Linked DNA regions of Canis lupus: region 1 is linked to region 2. A link is a contact called in public Hi-C data. All regions are on one chromosome and are shown on one strand. The core of a region is the stretch at or near the end of the contact, and the rest is flanking DNA. Distances in the headings are between cores, read along the strand shown.

Region 1 (2,788 bases), core at 159-2,658, 140 kb before region 2:
ACCCACTCAACACTTTTCATAAATAAGACCACTTAGTCACAGACTAAAAGGAAGGAACCAAGACTGATGGTTGCTCAATTATTTCATGTGTTAATAAGCTTGAAGCTTTCAATAGATATACAAATGCCAACTGAAAAGTTTAATATTGTACATACATTTTTGGAGTTGGAAGATACATTAAGAGGTTCTCTCATTCAGTCTTCCACCTGAAGAAAACATTCTCTATGTGAGATCCTGTGTAGAAAGCCATTTCTGGCAGCTCCCAGAACTGATCCATAATAAGGCTTTCCTTATGGGGAAAATGGGGACCAGGAGTCAGAAGTCCACTTCATTTCTGCATAATAATAGTTATTTAATTAAACTAATCTTGCTGCTTATATCCACTCTGACATGTGCACCTTTCATCTTTCCTCTTTATCACTAGAACCTCATACTGACTTGACTTACTTTTTATGTATGTATTTATTACCCAGGCACTGATATTAGCCCTCCACTAACTAGATCTACTAATGGATCTCCGACTAGCTCCCAATCTTCCAGGATTTGTTCGTTGACTGCTATTTCAATCTCTCTTGATAGTTAGCCATGGATAACCACCATCTACTCTCTGCTTCTGAGTCCCATGTGATTTTTTTTTTTGGATGATCCTCATTTTTAGAATGCTATACCTCTCTTCTGCAAAGCCAAATCTATCATTCAAAGCCCGTTTCAAGCCTTACTGCAACAAGAATTTCAGTGTTTGGTATAGCACCTCTGAATGTTATAATAGTTGTAATCTGTATTATAAGTAATATCTTACCTTCTCTACTCCCCGAAGTGTACAACACAATTGTTGTGAATAACATTGCAGTTTCATAACATACTTTATTTTAGCATAAAATTGAATTTCAATATTCAGGATATTTTAAAATAGGAGTTACATGGAATTTTTATAAAATACACCACAAAGCATTGGACTATAAATTCAACTTATATATAGATGGAAAGATAATTTACATGATATCAAAGCTGTAGGAAAATTTTAGATTCAAGTGTTCAGTCATTTTCCAAAATAAATCTCTCACAAATAAATAAAATCTTTTAAAAAATTACCCTTTCTTCCTCAAGACAATATTACAAAAACATGAGATAACAGATTAAAGTGCTATGCAAATAATGAATTTTTATCGAAAATTTAATTATTGCTTTATAAATAAACATAACTATCTAAAAACTAAATATTTTGATTTCCATTATATTTATTTAACTTGAAATAGTGAAAATTTTACATTAGTATCAGATCTCTTCTTCCTGCCTTGGTTACTAGTGAATGGCCAAACTCGTTGCTGTAAATAAATGGGCACTAGGATGTTTCTAAAAAATACATGTGGCTCAAGATTAGACTTCTTCCGCTTTGTGGTCTCACATGTCTGACCACAGCAACTATTTTTAATCGCAGTCTGTGCTTTTTAGTGACATCTAACTTCATACATGAGAGTCATCATCCATAGCAAGACGTAGAGATGTATGACGTGTTTGATTACAATGTACTTCTTTTTTGTGTTGTTTTTCTTCTCTTTATCTTTTTAACATGCGTTTCTATTTTGATAATTTTGAAAACATTCAGATCACTTGACAACATTGAGACGGCATTTACCATTAGTTCCTCAAGTCTATAAAGTTCTCATGTGAAAGTGTGCTAGCCAACTGTTCTTGACCTCAATGTTTCCAAAGAAAAATTACAAAATGACAACAAACTGCTATTATTTCCAACTCTAACTGAAATTTTTCAAAAAGTGCTTCAGGCTGAACAATAGTATTTTAGTAAGCACTTGGAATTCCAGCTTAGGCTGTGTTTTTATATGCTAATGCATAATGAAACATGCTTTTTACCATGTTAGCTGCTTGCAGTCTTGATGGAAAAAACATGGCAAAGACTCATGAATATGTGGTTCAGTAGGACTAACTAAAACATCATTAAAAATTTGATATTAAAAATACACATTTAAACAAAAAATAGTTTGTGGTCATAATATTCTAGAAAACCCTCTTAAGTCAAAGGAATAAAATAAAGAACAATTTGTAAAATAAAACATGCAACTATTTCAACAACAAATTTGAGAATACTATATGTAAAATCACAAGCTTGTTCCTTGTTTTTAAAAAAGGAAAATAAAAATTAAAAAAGGAAAATAAATGTGTTAAATATTTACCTCACAAAAAGAATAAGTAACCACAAGAGACAGCAGTTATTCAGTGAACAATAGTGAACAATGAAGTTATTCAATAAAGAAAATATTAGATTAAAAACAGAAAATAATAAGTTATATATTGATGATCCAGGAATAGTTAATTGGAAGAAAAATAGTTTAAAAAACTTCTGTTAACTCTAATGAAACATAAAAAAGTAATTATATCCTAAAGGAAATATAGTAACAAGGAGATGGTCCATTGTCCATTCATTCACTTGTTTGTTCAAAAAGTCTACACAGTATGAAGTGTTAAATTCTAAGTTCTAGGGACAATAATAGAGAATGATCAGGAAAAATTCTAACCTATATTTATATAAAACCAATATCCTAATGGGAAGAGACAAATTATAATAATAATGGAGCAAAAGAGGGAGGGAAGAAAGAAAAGAGAAAGAAGAAAAGAAAAAGAGGAAATCAATTAGTAGTAAGTGCTAAAATTTAAAAAAACAAGATTAAAGGCATAGAGAATATGCAAATAGAGAAGTTTACATGGTGTGTTCAGGCACAGTCCCTGGATAAGACAACAGTGAAACCTGAAGGAAGTGAAAAGATGAGCT
Region 2 (2,700 bases), core at 157-2,656:
GAGGTCATCGACTGTGGACCTTCTCCGTTTGTCCTTCCCACTCAAAAACACTTAAAGCCGGCCTTCGCACAGATGATTTTTGAACAATCACCAAATTATGCAAGTAAACCCTTCACGTCTTCTTCTCCTCCCTCCCCCACTTTGCAAGTTATTAAGTGTTCTGGTAAATTCTCAGCCAAGAATGACTCATGAGGAAACCCTGCATCCTTGCACTCCCAGGACGAGGATGGCTCTGGCGCATCACAGTTTCCACGTCTTGGTGTTTCCCTCCGTCTCCTCGTGAGGAGAGCTGGGACTTCTCTGTCCTGGAAGGAGAAGCAACCAAGGATTTCGGAGAAAAAGCTTTGCAACCCCACGGGAAGACCCAATCACGCAGGTTGCGGGGAGCAAGGCTGCACACCCTCTTAAAACACGGCCGTCGGATAAAGTCCCTTTCTCCGGTTCCTTCCCTGCTTACCGTTCAGTCCCCGCAGGGTTCCGGGTTGCCCCCCCCCACCCCACCCCCCGGCCGCGCGGGGGTCGCTGCCCCCGCCCCTGCCCCACCCCCGCCCCCGTCCCCCGCGCCCCCGCCCCGGCCCCCCCGCCCCTGCCCCACTCCCCTGCCCCACCCCCGCCCCCGTCCCCCGCGCCCCCGCCCCGGCCCCCCCTGCCCCTGCTCCTTCCCCCACCTGACCCTGACCCTGCCCCACTCCCCTGCCCCCACCCCGGCCCCCCCGCCCCTGCCCCTGCCCTCCCGCCCCCTCCCCTGACCCTGTCCCCCCTGCCCTGCCCCCCCGCCCCTGCCCCCCGCCCCCTCCCCCTGCCCCCCTCCGCCCCTACCCCCCTCGCTCCCGCCCCCGCCCCCGCCCCGCCCCTCCCTTTCATCTTTTCCTCCCCTCCCAACTCAACGGAGTCGCACAGCGGAAGAGGGGAGGGTCTCCCCGCGGCCTGTTTGCAAGAAATGAGGCGTGGGAAGAGGGCGCGCTCTCCAAAAAACAAGGGCGGGGGGTTGGAAAACATCTTAACTCAAAATAAAGCACTTGCACCCCGGTCCGCTCCCAGCAGCCTCTCCCCGCCGGAGCCTGCACCCCTCCAGGGCCGGGAGCGCCCCCTCCCGTCGTCCCGTCGTCCCGTCGTCCCGTGGCCGGGGCGCGGCTGGCGGCGAGGCGTCCCGGTCCGATCCCACACGCAACCCCGCGAGCCGCCGCGAGGGCCCGAGCGCGCACGGAGCCGGAGCCGGAGCCGGAGCCGGAGCCGGAGCCCGAGCCCCGGACGTCAGCCCACCTCGCTTCGAGAGCCTTCGGCGGCGCCCGTGACCGCCGCGGGCCGGGCCGCCCGCCCCCGCGCCCGGGTGCAGCCGACCAATCGGTGCCCTCGGGGGGCGGGCCCGGCGGCGGAGGCCCCGCCCCCTCCCCGCCGCCGCCCATAAAGGCGGCGCCCGCGCCCCGCCGCGCAGAGCTGCGGCCCCGGCAGGCGGTGGACGATGCAAAGTGCCATGTTCCTGGCCGTCCAGCACGACTGCGGATCCATGGACAAGAGCTCGAGCAACAGCCCCAAGCACGAGGAGAAGCGGGAAAAGATGAAGCGGACCCTGTGAGTACGGCCCTCGGGCGCCCGCCCCGCGCTGCGCACCTGGCGCTCCGGGTTTGCTGCGAACGTGATGACGTTAGGAAACCCTGCGACCCGCGCCTCTGCAGGGAAAAGCAAAAATGTGGAAGAGGGCAATTAGCTAAGTAAGGTTCAATCTGTGTGCGTGAGCCAAGGACTCTCGGGTAGTTTAGGACTGAGAGCATGTTAGATAGGGAGGCGGTGGTGATGAGGAGGATGAGGAGGCTAAGACCTCGCAGGTTGGCTTTGTGGCCCCTGCGTCTAAGGTAGCAGCCGAGGATCCTGGGGCCGAAGCACATCCCCAGCACTGGTGCCTTGCATTATAAGTTCTGATCAGCTTGCACAGCTTCCGGATTGGAATATTTTGGCTGGTTCTGAACATACTCGTTTTAAAATCGCTTTTTTTTTTTTTGACTGAATTGCTTAATTCACCCACTAAAGATTGTGCAGCAAATCATCGTTATGCATCATCTGCTTAAAATGAGTGTTGTAGTTGGGCTGGGGCAGGGGAACTCAGTCTCTCTCTCTCTCTCTCTCTCTCTCTCTCTCGGACACACATACACCCCCTGCCTCATGGCTTCTGGAGTGGTCCAGAGCCTCTTGCTCTAAGGGTAGGAGGGAAATGAACACCCACTGGCTCCAAGCAGTTCCAGTGTTAGGTTTCTTCAAGTGTGAAATGTCTCAGAATTGTAATCAAGGCTGCAGAAAAACTGCGGTCTTTTGTGGGTCAGAAATTGCATCTGTCTTTTTGAAATATGCCATCTAAATTCATTTAAATGTCCTAGGTAGACTTACCCTTGGTTATGAGAGTAGTACTTCTGCTCAGATGAAGGGATGAAACTAATTGCGTTAAGCACGTAGGTGCTAGGTTTAAATGTAAAATGAGTAAGACTGACTTGAAGATTCTTGTTGCTACTGGGTGGCTTTATTTGGTAAAAATGCCTTCAGCTGCCACAGCAATTTCAAACGTTGTCACTTAGTGAATATCTTTTTTTTTTTTCTTTTTAAGATTAAAAGATTGGAAGACCCGTTTGAGCTACTTCTTACAAAATTCGTCGTCTCCTGGGAAGCCCAAAAATGGCAAGAAAAGCAAACAGCAAACCTTCATCAAGT

Evidence for each region. Hi-C and Micro-C count contacts between places; a contact is called where the count stands out from the background.
Region 1: a Hi-C map of blood shows a contact between it and region 2, with 3 times the contacts expected there. The contact joins the enhancer-like site here to the promoter of LOC119868082 in region 2. A contact is called at or near these places in 2 of 9 Hi-C or Micro-C datasets (blood and skin fibroblasts).

The regions. Positions count from the first base shown.
Region 1 is chr38:6,964,476-6,967,263 of UU_Cfam_GSD_1.0, reverse strand. No RefSeq gene overlaps it. Among named protein-coding and RNA genes, the nearest start is that of RGS1, 28 kb to the left of the region's middle. Within about 2 kb of position 1,408, at least 3 of the 20 cell types and tissues checked have an H3K27ac peak or open chromatin away from gene starts, as enhancers often do. A contact at or near this core is called in blood, where this site is marked.
Region 2 is chr38:6,819,865-6,822,564 of UU_Cfam_GSD_1.0, reverse strand. It overlaps LOC119868082 (protein SPT2 homolog), which reads right to left and starts at 1,406. Exons shown (of 2, transcript XM_038586429.1): 1 at 1,006-1,406; 2 at 1-305. The coding sequence starts at 1,406. The coding sequence ends at 152. It overlaps RGS2 (regulator of G-protein signaling 2), which reads left to right and starts at 1,414. Exons shown (of 5, transcript XM_038586113.1): 1 at 1,414-1,572; 2 at 2,597-2,698. The coding sequence starts at 1,463.